3 separate regions of the Mus musculus genome follow, and regions 1 and 2 are each linked to region 3. The links are chromatin contacts, called in public promoter capture Hi-C maps. All regions are on one chromosome and are shown on one strand. The core of a region is the stretch at or near the end of the contact, and the rest is flanking DNA. Distances in the headings are between cores, read along the strand shown. Region 1 has its middle 30 kb from the start of Gm40029. Region 2 has its middle 23 kb from the start of Gas7. Region 3 has its middle 110 kb from the start of Gm40029.

Region 1 (4,317 bases), core at 1,392-3,891, 76 kb after region 3:
GTTGGATTTCTGGTTGAGAGCCCTGTTTGTCTCCATGTGGTCCCTATACCAGTAATATCAGCATTGCTTGAAGAGGGAGTCTGTCAGAAATGTAACTTCATCTCAGATCCCACCTCTGAACTAGAGAGTCAAAGACTGACTGGGACAGTCTGGCCTTTAGCCAGCTCTCTCCTGGCTAGAAGTTGAGGGCCATTGGTTTGAAGTCAAATGTCTGCAATGATGGATTTTTCCACACTCTGAATGAATCTGTAAGGCACAGCCTATGCCTCATCTTGCAGTACTGAACATGCATCTCCACACCATGGATGGACCTCCTGACCATAGGCATGGATGTCACAGCAATGTCAAGTTGTTTTGTTTTTTAAAAAACCAAACAAACAAAACTCCAAACACTGTTTCTATTTGTGTCTTGTTGAAGACCATTACTGAACAGTTCAGAGATGGAGCATGGTCCAAGACCATAACTTAAATAGAAGTGTTCTGGATCTGTGACTGTTTAATATGTCCACAAACCACCTGGGGATTTGGTGCCCCGGAATTCACTACATTTGGGAAGGGGCCTGCGATTCTTCACTTCTAAGAACCCACAGATATTGATGCTGGACTATGGACCACACTTTAGAATAGCAAGACTCTAGACTAGAGCAATGTGCAATGCTTTCTGTCTTCATGAACATCTATGTCAAAGATGTGAGTCTCTTATCACTTCCCATTTCCCAGGCTTCACCTTGAGGCCAGTCAAAACAGGTTCCCTCAACTGCTCTTGATGAAACCGTCTTCATATCCTTGACTCGAGTTCGGGTGGGCCTGTATGGATACCATCCATCCCCACCCCCAAGCTGACAGCCTCCCTTCTCCCAGCTTCCTTCCCCACCTCTCTCTGGCACGGCAGGCATTTCCTTTCACACTTCCTGGGGTGGCTCCAGCTGTGGGTGGGATGTGGATATTTCCATATTACTGATCTTTGGAACCCCAAAGGGTAGAAAAAGGGAACCACCACAGGGCTGGACAGTAATATCTACTGCATAACTTGTGCATCTGCCATGCAGGGCTTTCTTGTTCCCTCTACCTTCTTGAAGGTTCCATCCTGATTCACCTCATCCAGACTCCCCATTATTGACACTGCCAATCTGAGCTTCCCTGTGTTTATTCACCCTTAGACACCCTGTAGAACTCAGGGACTGGGGGACAGAATCGAACAGTGAGAGGGTACCTTCCTTTGCAGAAGATCACGATGAAATAGCTGTTATGACCTTGTTGCTCTTTGTGACGGTCTCAATGACACCTAACCTCTTCTTAGCCCCCCAGCACTTCCTATGGCCAGTTCTCCCCCAAAGGTGGCCTTGATCCAAAGCCTTGTTTCCAGAGGTTATGTGGACGTGCCTCCTGACAGTGGGCTGAGGGATTGAGTCATAAATAGGTTCTTCTATCAAATTAGAGAGTCATTTGCTGAGGCCTGAGGACAGAACCCCTCAGGCAGCTAACTTACAAAAGCTATTCACACCCTGCAAAGGAATAAAAATTCATGTACAGTAGAAACCCCATCTTACTCTCCACACCGTGGGCTTTCCTGACAAAGCCCTATGTTCTCACATGATGAAGACTAGCATGTACATATTAACATGGACTCTTTGTTTAGTACCTGTGAGTATAAGCATTCACGTGGTCATATTGATGTCACTTGTGCGTTTGCCCTTTAAAATATGCACAATCCTAGGGCAGCATGGTGGCTGCAAACCCAGGCATGCATGCGCAAACATACACACACACACACACACACACACACACACACACACACAGAGAGAGAGAGAGAGAGAGAGAGAGAGAGAGAGAGAGAGAGAGAGAGAGAGAAACTTTGATATTGACAGATTCTTTTAAACAGTCTGTGCCACATCTGTCAAATAAGGATAAAGTAAGAGCCTCCAGTGCCAGGCTATAGTGAGCAATGAGATGATCCACGGAAAGCTCTTGAAAGCGCACTGAGGATGTAATATGCACCCAGTTAACTCTGTGGCTGTAACTATTATGCTTATTACCATATCAGACTCAGGCAGACCTTTGTTACCGAGCATCTTAAGTTTTAGCTATTTAATTATAACAATGCTGTTATGTACACCCATCCTATCTGGTCTCTCCTGTATGTGCACAGCCCCCTTTATGCTGGATACAAGGTGGTAAGCCTGTCGGCTCTTGACACAGTTGGCAATTTTGTGGTGAGAAATGCATGAATCTAACGGAGCAAGGGTTTCTACAGGACGCAGTGTGAGGATGGAAGAAACTGAGGCAGGTTATGTCTTTGAGAGGAAGGCACTAATTGGTCTTGTTTACTTAACCGTTTGTTTCCCAGTACCAAGAATAGCTCCTGGCAGGACACAGGACCTCAGTTAATTCATTGTTAATCAAATGAGTTGGCTGACATATCTCCAGAAAGAGCAATCCTCCTGCCCAAGCCAGCAGCTGGCTGTGGGTGGCCCTGGGTTCAGATGGAAGCCATGTCCTGATTTTTTTGTGGGTCCAGATGTTTTGTCTAGCCCCACCCACATCTGTCCTTCCTGACTCATGGGACAGGAAGTTCCTGACTATGGGACACTGACTCTGAGCAAGAGTCTCTCCCTCCTGCTGTCGGCAGCCAGCGGCACTGAGCTCAACTGGAGACATCAGCTGAGGAAGAAATGATGAGATGTTAGGAGAGGCCGGAGTCTAGTACAAGCTGTGAAAGATGAGAGTTGTCTGCTGGCCCTGAGCGCTGGCTGATTCAACAGTGAGCAAGGAGAGAGACATGTCCCACATTGTCAGAGTCTTATGGAGTGGCACTGTCATTCCCCGGGAAAGAGACTAATGAGGGTGAGTGGGAAAGAAAGGGAAGTGGCCGCTGGCATTTGTGAGGTTACAGACACTGTGTCACTTTGCCCTTCCAGTGACCCATAGGAAAGGCAGAGTCGGTCCAACTTTAAGAAGCGCAGATTCATTCATTCAGCATGGTCTCCAGCCACAAAAGGAACATCTGCTGCTTTTGTCCTGCTGTTTCTTTGGAAATAGGAACCTGACCCAGTGGGAGGCTAGGAACCACCCTCCTCACTCTCAGTTTATGGAGCTTGGGAGGAGCTGATGACACTCACACTTCCAGGACCTGTGACCCAGACCTGACCAGCCAGACTCCGCATCCTCCAACCACCTCCTGCCCATGAACGTGGGACCATGTTCAGCAGCAACTGAAGCAAAGCAGTTCTGTTGTTTTTGTTTTCCCCTTTCCTGCAAGTGCCTGTATGCAACCATCGGATTTTAAAATGTCAGTTATAAGTTCATTCATTTTGGAACCATTTGGTCGCAGCTTTTATTTATTTATTTTCGGCGGTGCACTTGACTTAGGGCTTGGGAGGTGGCTCAGCAGGTCTCAGAGGCACTGCCTAAAAGACTGACGACCTGAGTTTAATCCCCAGAACCCACATAATGGAAGAGAGAACTGACTGCCAGAAGTGTTCCCGTAATTCCCAAAGGTTCACTATGGCACATGAATGCCTACACACGTGCACATATAGGCGTGTGCACACACATAAATGTAATAAAAATTTTAGAAATACAGTTGGTTTAAAGAGGGAAGGAGAGAGGGGAGGGGAAGGAGAGGGGAGAGAGAGAGATTGAGAGAGAGAGAGAGAGAGAGAGAGAGAATATGAATCATCTGAATGCCTACATCTGAACATGATGTTTTGGAGAAGGCAGGCAGCCTGAAGATTGACTGCTCTTGGAATTTCGTTTAGGTGAGCTAGTAAATTTCTTTTTCACCTAGATATTTGGAGCTGACCTTCTGAAACAGCGGACTCAGTCCTCAGGCCTGGAGCAGAACAGCACAGAGGGGATTTCACAGCAGCCTTCTTCCATGTCCTTTCTGTCCTCTCTCCAACCTTGCCCCGAGGAAGACAGAAGAAATCGCTCCTCTCACAGGTTTTCAATGAGCTACCTTGCTTAAGCTGACATAGGCTAGGGGGTTAGGCTGGGGGTTGGCTCTCCGTATTCCAGCATCTCTCACAGACAGGAATGTAGGTTCCTTTTGCCTGTATTTCATTGTTTCCTGTCAGCGACATGCTGCTAATGGGCTTACAAGCCTCTACCTGTACTTTGTAGTGTTTGCCAACTTTCATGGTGTGATATTCTCACCATGGCCAATTAATTTCAGGGAAGCGATGTCACGTGACCAAGTGGGGAGATGAAAAAGCACATCATTAGATAGTTTTTCCACCACACAGATTTCATGATGGTAGATAATCTCAAGAGATTTGAGGCAATAAAACGTCATAGGTCATTAAGAAGGGTTGGCCT
Region 2 (4,434 bases), core at 877-3,376, 110 kb before region 3:
GGTGAACATGGCTTGGGGTCTCCTGAATAGCCAGGACAATCTGTGTGGTGGTGTAGAAGCCACTGTGGGATCCCAAGGCATCTTATCGGAGTTTGTAGCCATGAGACCAGAAGCAGCCTGTAACATCCAGATCTGTGCAGCATCTCCCTGCCACTGGTGATCATGTATAAACCCCACTGGTAAGAGATCCACAAGTTTCTGTTTTCAATGCTCACAGTTTCTGGGACCAATGGCTTCAGCTTGGGTAATTAGGAGATCTTGTGCCTTGGCCAGAGCAACGATTTCAATGATGTGCCCATGACCCAAGACAGACCTATGAGAATGAATCCTTAGACCCTGGTTGGAATTATTAAGGAAAAGAGGTATTATGATGAGAAGCAAGCTTGAAAGTTGAGGGTGGGTTTCCAGACAGCTCACCAAGGAATAGAGTCAATGGAAAAGACAGGGATGGAGAAAAGAGAAGGAAGAAGCAAGGGCAAAAACTTTGTAGTGTGCTAACATTTGCTAAGCTACCTGATCAAACCTTGTCTGAAGCTAAACTTCCAGGGAATGATCAGTTATATCAAGCTGGAAAATCCTTTTTCCTTGAAAGTCAACTTGAGTAGGATGTCCACTAAGAAGTGATAGAACTCAGCTCTTGCCTCCTTCAGCTCCTGGTGGCTGCTCGGTCCTCTTACTGCTGTGTCAGCCTCTGGCTTCCTCAACATGCTCTTCCTTAAACATTCGAACTCCTATCTCAACCTTAGCCCCCTGCCAAGGACACTTGTGATTACATCAAGGTTTACCGAGATAACCCAGGGCAGTTTCAAGAGCCTTAATGTATGTAATACATCTGCTAAGACCTCTTCTAACAAACAAACAAACAAACAAACAAACAAAAAATTCATGTTTCTGGGGATTAAGCAAAGACAGATCTGTGAGAGCCACTATCAGCTGCCCCACCCCCAACCACACTGAGTCAGGCTGCTGTCTGCATGTAGATCCTCATCGACATGTGCTGAGGAACCCCTTCCAACAGTCTCAACTCTGAGCTGAACCTGAAGACGGTGTGTGTCAGTCTCAGGACTTACATGCTCTGAGGACAGAAATGGCTTTGAGGAACGGTGGTGCAGAAACCCCTGGCTGATAGCTTTTCTCTGTGGTTTACAGAGGAAACAAAGACTGTGAACTGGGGTTTCCCAAAGTGTAGAAAGCCAGGGGGTTCCCGGAATGCTTGCAGCACTAAGATGAACCCTACACGAGGAGGTGGTTGGCCTAAGAGGTTCACTTTCTAAGTAGTTTTCTATTCATTTCATGGTCTATTAGTGAAAAAAGGGTAGAGCTTAAAGCCTAGGAGAACACTGATATTAGAGCATGACACTGTCGTGACCTTGCTAGCTAACCAACCCCGTACAAAGTACTGGCAACAACTACTATGAACTTGGGAGCTGAGTTCAAATCCACACCTGGCTTAGGCAAGATACTTGATCTCTCTGGACAATATCTGGAATAGGCAGTCCCCATGACAACAGAAATAATAGAGATGCTGTTATTAAGTTATACAGTGGTACGATTTAATTGGGCAGATGGACATGAAACATTGATGACTGCCCTGCTTTTGTGTATTCTGCTGCATGCCATAGCTCCTGCTCTTGTCGCTGGGTCCTACCATCATCCTTACTAGAATGTTCTAGTGAGATCTGATAGAATCAAGCATCCATCCCATGCCAGCTGGGTCTCCTCTGTCTCCTGTTATATTCTACTTCCCTCAGTTTTCCAACCAGTCAAATGGGTCCACTTCTCTAAGTCTCCTCCCGACCACCTAGAGGAAAGTCTGAACAGAGGCCACCCCACCAGTGGTCTCCACAGAACAACCTGACAACTCTACCTCCAATCTTAAGCCAAGGGTGTCTGAAAACTTCCTAGTCTTGTCCTGTTCTTCTGTCACAGCACGGTTGTTTGTTTGTCTGTATAGCTCTGCTTTCAAGACCCTGGCTCAAGTGGGTTGGAGTCAGGTACTAAACCCTTCCTGGTATTCTGAACCCTCGTTGAAAGTACATTTCTTAAGTGAGTCAGGTCCCCTGGAGGGAAGCAGATCTCAACATTCCTTAATCTTGACACTATCTCAGATGGTAGTCATGGTTACAGGCAAATAACGACCAGGGTGTGGCATCTTTGACACTGCCTTCACCCTGGTCACTAAGAGTGTTCTCCATCCTTCAGCACTTTTTAGTATGAGTCACAGCTGAGGCATAAGCCATGTGTGAAAAGCCCCAACAGGGCCTCCTGCTTCTCCTGTTCAGTGAGAAGTGAAGCCATATCACACCAGTACCCCGAGAAGGCAAGCCCCACCTTATTCGTTATTGAGAGACTGGCCCTCCTCAGGAGCAGCACTTGCCTCGTGGCACCTCTTCCTGTTTGGTTTAGGAAGGTCTTTTGCTGGTGCCGAGGCTGGTCTCAATCTGAGACGGAATATTGTGGGTCCTCTAGACCAGTCCTGGGTTTGATGGTTGGTTAATAGAACTCATAAGATTCGACACACTGTCTCTGCTCCTGGCTAAGGGCTATTTCAACAACAGGATACAAAATAACCCTCTGAAGGGCTGTGGAGACAGAGGCAAATCCTTGAGTAAATGAGTTGAGTTCTAGAGTCCTCCCCAGGGAATTTCTCCCAGCAGATAGAGTCATGTGGGGCATGCTGATCTCCCCCAGCAGTGATTGTGACAGAATGTGTAATTGTAATCACTGTCTACTAAGGAAACTCACGAGTCCCCAGGTCCAGTCTTTGCCACCCCTTCCCCAACCCTCCACACACAGGAGGATGTCAGAAAAGGACATCAAGTGTCCTGCTCTATGGCTCTCTGCCTTATTTCCTTGAGCCAGGGTCTCTTACTGAGCCTGGAGCCCAGTTGCCGCAATCCTCCTATCTCCTCCTCCCACAGAGCTGAGATAACAAAACACAGGGGTGGCCACGCCTGGCTCGTTTTGTTGCTGAGACTCTGAACTCAGATCCTCCTGCCTGTGTAATGTGCCCTCTGACCCAAGAACAATCTACTGTAACTCGAGGGTCCAGAATTATTATTAGGGGCTGGTTACACAGGCACCGTGTGCCTAGCATGTAGCCAAGCTGCAGGTTCTCAGAAGCAAAGCAGGTGTTTGGCATCAAGTACATGCATAGGAATAGTTTAAGAGATGGACCACTACCATCACTAGGAAATAGTGAAAACTTCTCAAACACTAGGTGAGGGGTGATATCACAAACTGGCCTGTTAAAGAAAGCAGGATCAGATATGCTAACGGCGCTTTTTAAAGATTCCTTTCTGTCTTTCTTTCTTTCTTTCTTTCTTTCTTTCTTTCTTTCTTTCTTTCTTTCTTTCCTTCCTTCCTTCCTTCCTTCCTTCCTTCCTTCCTTCCTTCCTTCTTTCTTTCTTTCTTTCTTTCTTTCTTTCTTTCTTTCTTATTTATTCACTTAGCATGAAGGATGCACATGCCATGGTCTGTACATGGAAGCCAAAGGGCAACTTGTTGGAGTTGGTTCTCTCTTTCTAACATGTGGGTACTGGGAACTGAACTCAGGTTATCAGGTTTGGCAGCAATCACCATAATCCACTGAGCCACCCCATCTGCTTCTATGCCATCTACTCTTCCTTTCCAGCGGTAGAATGCACCGCAGAATGGCCCTCCCCTGCTGTCTGGCCCCTGGCTGGCTAAATCCTGATAGCAAATTCTACACAGATGGCAGTTTCTGGAATGCCGTTGACAGAGTGCTTACTCTCCACAAAGCTCCCAGGTCCACGGCTGGCCTCTGCCCATTGTCAGTCCAGGAATGTCAGCCTCCAGGGTCAGTATGTCATGAGGATGAGAATTTTATGTAGCAGCAACAACCCCTGACAATGACTGCCAGGCACTGGGCCAAGCACTTGACACCCAAGAAGCTTGCTTTACTATTAATATCACTGTTTTATGATGGAGTCACCCATAGCCAGAAAACATGAAATGACTTGCCCAAAATCACGCTGTCAACAGGTTTGAACTCTGGTCCATTTGACCAGTGACCTTTAACCCCTAGATTCACTTACTTCCAAGAGCCTGTCTTTCCTTTGACCACCATTATAATTTTCAGCAAACTCAATATAGCTTTTCTTCTTTACTAATGGACTCATGCTTTTTTTTTCCTTTAAAGAATGTCGAAAATAAAGTGTTATGTTTACCTTCAAATAGGAAATTAGTGACATTTGCTAGAAACATGTAGTAACCATTAAAATGGTTACAGTGAAAATCTAGCAAGGATGTTCACCCTCGCTAGCTGCTGCTGGCTGCTGGGGCATCTGTCACCCAGCTCCACTCAGAGTCCTCGCCTTACCACAATCATGAACACTGAGGAAACACAAAGGAAAAGACTTCTCTCCATAGAAGTGTTGAGACTGAACGTCTTGCCCATAGATGATTATGTTA
Region 3 (3,989 bases), core at 124-2,623:
GGCAAGAAGACTGCAAATTTGAAGCTAGCCTTAGCTACAAGACTGCGGCTCAAGTCGAATAAAGCTTCCTATATGGAGGACAGCTCTTAGACATTCACAGAGCTGTTAGGAAATTGATGACAGTCCACATGGCTTGTGTAGGTACAACTGGAGGGTCCTCCTGGTAGCACTGAGGTGCTATTAATAGACTGGAGGTGTCTGAAAAGTCCTTAGGTACCAGGGACTTCTTAGCTCCATAAGTGCTAACGGATGCCACAAGCACACCCAGGCCAACACAGAGGATAGTTCTGCTGTCTTCTGGGTCTGTTCATGCTCCATTGAAAAGCAGGGGCACTCTGTTCTTAGGAATCCCCACCCAAAACAGCTGGCTGAATCCAGTCAGGGACACTCCTCCCTAGACAGACAATCACCAGGCAAATTTCCACATCAGTATTTCCTGGGGAAATGTGGCTACCAAAAGAACTCACACATGCATTTCAGAGAGCTTTTTGCCAGGAGACTCAAGATTTCCCTGTCAAAGGATACTTCCATTAATTTTGTTTTTAATGTAGCTCTCAGAGATGGAACTTGGAAAAGCAGAGAACCAAGCCCGAGCCTCTCCTGCTGACACAGGTTCTCAGAGCACACCATGAGCTTCCAGAGACACCTCTGCTAAGACCCCAGGAAGCTCATCCCAGCCTTTCCCCTAGAAATACTACCAAGTCCATTTTGAGGAGTGCCTTGGTCCATTTAGAGCAAGTTTGTTTCTTGGACCAGAGAGAAGCATCATGTGTTTCCGAAGGCTGCACAGACATTTGATGCTGCTGCCACTGGACACTTGTCAGGCCTGCCCACTGTACAACCATCTCTCCACCTCACCGTGGGCCAGAGTTGCATGTAACATTTTCATTCAAAATTTGCTACTCTCTTCTTAAATAGATCCCAGTAAAAAATAAATTTGGTCCCTTATTTAGGCTGGGTTTTACCAAAACCTAAGAATACACACATTACTGATGGTGAGGACTAGTTTAGCATTTATGACAATCCTGGGGTCAGCAGCCTGTCAGTAAAGACTGAAAAATACTACCCCACCCCACCATACACCACACACACACATACACACAGGACTTTAGAAACTTGGGCTTTCACTCAGACTGTGACCATGAGCTCAGTGATTAGAGGCCAAAGAGGCCTCGCAATTGTCACCCAGACAATAAACAGCCAGCTGACTTGGCTCAGCAGTCCTATGAAGCCTTGGGACCAAGCCAGATCCCCAAGAACAAGGCACTTTAGGGTACTGATCCTAGAGGATGGGAGGCTACCTAGGGTCCAGCTGTATCCACGGGTCTAGCCTGCTGCTCTGCTCCAGCTCATTGCTAACTGGTGCTTCTCAGCAGTCCGGCAAGTGGGCGCCTGGAGGCAGCCAGGCGACCTGTCCCTGGTCAGCATGACTGACCGCTAGTCTACCAGAGAGGCGGAATTGTGGGGCCACCTTTCCAAACCCCCATCACCCTCTCGCCTTGCCAAGACCACCTGGCTCGGCAGTCCCTTGGTGGCCCCTGTCTTCCGCGGCAGAGCGCCCGCTTGCTCCAGAACTCGCACAGGCAACAAGTTCTCGCTTCCCCACAGAGGCCACGACGTGCTCAGGAGGCCGGGTAGGAGGAGAACGCTGTCCACGCCCCAGCCCCTCCCCCGCACCCTTCGTCCCCCAAAGCCGGGTTGTCTGGAGGGTAGCTGGTCCCCGACCCCGGCCCTGGCCTCTCACCTCTAGTAGTTGCACGTAGCTGGCGGGGAACCAGCCACGGAGCCCGTCGTCCTTTTCGCCTTCCCACCAGCCGCCGTCCGGGACCTGGAGCAGCGTGAGCAGCTCGCCCGCAGAGAAGCGCAGCCCCTGGCTGTGCCGCTCCCCGGAGAAGGGGTACAGGGTCCGGCAGCGGGCGCCGGCCATGGCCCTGGCGCCCGGTCTCACAGCACAGCCCGCATCCCTGCCGAGCCCCGCGGGCTGGCCAGCGGCTGCGCGGGGTCCCAGGCGCCCGGTGCTCCGGGCTCCCGCGCTTTGGGCGCGCGCCGTGGCGGGGTTGCGCAGGGGTCTCCGGGCCGCCGAGCCACGCGCGCTGCTTGCAGGGAAGCGGACGCTCGCCAGCAGAGCTGGCTTCGTGGGCTCCACCGGCTCCGGAGAGCGAGCGGCGACGCCCCCGGGCCGGGCGGCTGTGCGGTCCCCCGCGCTGGGCGGGGGGCGGGGCTCAGGAGGAGGAGACCCGGGGGCGGCGGGCTCACGAGACAACTTCCCCGGGGTGTCGCGGCTGGGGACGCCGGAGTGAGCAGAGAGGTGCAACTGCCCCGGGAGGTGGTGCGCGTAGCATCCCCCTCTGTGGGGCTCGTCCGGTGCAAGCGGAGCCCGGGAAGACACGGAGAGAGCGCGGTTGGCGGCCCGTGGCCGGGCGGGGACTCTCTCGAGGCGACCAGGGCGGGCCAGGGGCCGGGCCAGACCGGCCACGCCCGCGGAGGGCCGGGCGCTCCCCGGCAGAGGGACTCCCGGGCGACCCCGCCACCCAGAGCTGCTGGAATGGGAACGCCCCTCGGTTCCTTCAGTTTAGCTCTGGTGGTGGGTGACAGGCGGCGCTGCCTCCCAGGTGTCTGCAAGGGATTGTGTTTGTGACCATCATTGTAGTGCATGAAGCCTGGCTGAACTTGACTCACAGGAAACTGAACAATGGATAAAGACAGGTTTGAAGCCTGGCGCCGAAGCCGGGAAGCCCAGTGACAGTGTGTCATATCAGAGGAGGACATGGTGGGGAGATGAGGATGTAAGTCATCTGGGTTGATGGGTTTTGGAATCAGGCCGATGGGGCTAAATAGTGGAAAGGTTAAATAAAGGCGAGAGAAAGAGCCCGTTTGGCTTCTCAGGAAATGGTTGGGGAACTGGGGATGTCATGGTCTAGCCCTCCTGAATTCAAAATGGGTCTGCTGAGGTGTATCCACCAATTTAGTCAGCCACCAGACATTAGCAGACATTAGCAGGGGCTTGCAAGTTCCCTGCCCTTGAGACATTCGTGGACTTCAGGTGCTGAAGAAGCATATGTCAAGAGTACATAAGGGAAAGGGCCCCTTTCTTTGCTAGCTTAAAAATTAAAGTACATTTCCTAACCTCTAAAAAGCTGGACCCTTCACTATCACTGCTATAATCAGTTGAGCATCACTAATCGAAGACCTACAGTCCAAAATCAAACCATCGTCCGTGCTAACAGGATGTTCCTCTGGAGAAGTCCACCGTCAAACAAAACTGCATCGGAGGGATGACAGCGCACACTTGTAGTCCCAGCCCTGAAAGATAAGGGTTAAATGATGAGGAGAATCCCAGACTAGAGTGGCCTGAGAGAAAGAGGGAGGGAGGAGAGGAGGGGGAGGAGGAAGGAGAAGAGAAATATCATGGAAGGTATTGTATAAAGTTACATTTGAGCTGTGAGTATTAATATCAGATTCATTAGATTTGGGTCACAGTCCCAAGACACTGTATTATGTATATGCAAACATTACAAAATCCTCAACATTTTCGGTCCCATTTCTGTTTCTTTACTTCCCATTTCCCCATTCTTAAACAAGGGAATGTTACTATGTAGCTCTGGCTTACCTGAAACTATGTAAACCAGGCTTACCTCTTAACTCACAGAGATCTGCCTACTTCTGTTTCCTGCCAAGTTTTTCCGATAAGGGGTACACAGCTTATAGTACTGACCAACTCCTTATGCCCCTTGCTCAGTAAGCTTGTATGGCTTCCTATGGCTATTCAGCTGGGCACAAACCTCTCAGCGTTTTAGGCTGAGACAAAGTCAGTTCAGTATTAGGTACAAAAAGCCTTAAATTCTTGCATATTTGTCTGAGCTTTGAATCAAGTTCCTTTAGCACTGTGGTCTTGGCAGGACATTAGAACAATCCCTGTAGCTTTTCAAAGCCATTCAGCTGGGCCCACCTCAGCTTTGAGAGCATTGCCTGGGCCCCAGTCTACACAG

What was found. Promoter capture Hi-C pulls out the DNA fragments that hold promoters and counts their contacts. Capture Hi-C pulls out chosen DNA fragments and counts their contacts.
Region 1: a promoter capture Hi-C map of cancer-associated fibroblasts shows a contact between it and region 3, with 4 times the contacts expected there. The contact joins two enhancer-like sites. A contact is called at or near these places in 9 of 39 promoter capture datasets (the 3T3-L1 cell line, 3T3-L1-derived adipocytes, cancer-associated fibroblasts and 5 more), 26 of 484 Hi-C or Micro-C datasets (the 3T3-L1 cell line, adipose-derived mesenchymal stem cells, bone marrow-derived dendritic cells and 15 more), 2 of 115 datasets of contacts at active chromatin or transcription factors (bone marrow-derived dendritic cells and embryonic stem cells) and 2 of 9 other capture datasets (embryonic stem cells and liver).
Region 2: a contact with region 3 is called in a promoter capture Hi-C map of adipose tissue. The contact joins two enhancer-like sites. A contact is called at or near these places in 7 of 39 promoter capture datasets (the 3T3-L1 cell line, the C10 cell line, cranial neural crest and 3 more), 1 of 15 datasets of contacts at CTCF or cohesin (the NIH/3T3 cell line), 4 of 484 Hi-C or Micro-C datasets (bone marrow-derived macrophages, cerebral cortex, group 2 innate lymphoid cells and 1 more), 4 of 115 datasets of contacts at active chromatin or transcription factors (effector CD8 T cells, embryonic forebrain, memory CD8 T cells and 1 more) and 2 of 9 other capture datasets (adipose tissue and liver).

What each region holds. Positions count from the first base shown.
Region 1 is chr11:67,378,580-67,382,896 of GRCm38.p6, reverse strand. No RefSeq gene overlaps it. Among named protein-coding and RNA genes, the nearest start is that of Gm40029, 30 kb to the right of the region's middle. Within about 2 kb of position 2,641, at least 54 of the 459 cell types and tissues checked have an H3K27ac peak or open chromatin away from gene starts, as enhancers often do. A contact at or near this core is called in cancer-associated fibroblasts, where this site is marked.
Region 2 is chr11:67,561,128-67,565,561 of GRCm38.p6, reverse strand. It overlaps a transcript of Gas7 not described here. Among named protein-coding and RNA genes, the nearest start is that of Gas7, 23 kb to the left of the region's middle. Within about 2 kb of position 2,126, at least 117 of the 459 cell types and tissues checked have an H3K27ac peak or open chromatin away from gene starts, as enhancers often do. A contact at or near this core is called in the NIH/3T3 cell line and adipose tissue, where this site is marked.
Region 3 is chr11:67,453,530-67,457,518 of GRCm38.p6, reverse strand. It overlaps a transcript of Gas7 not described here. Among named protein-coding and RNA genes, the nearest start is that of Gm40029, 110 kb to the right of the region's middle. Within about 2 kb of position 1,373, at least 22 of the 459 cell types and tissues checked have an H3K27ac peak or open chromatin away from gene starts, as enhancers often do. A contact at or near this core is called in the NIH/3T3 cell line, adipose tissue and cancer-associated fibroblasts, where this site is marked.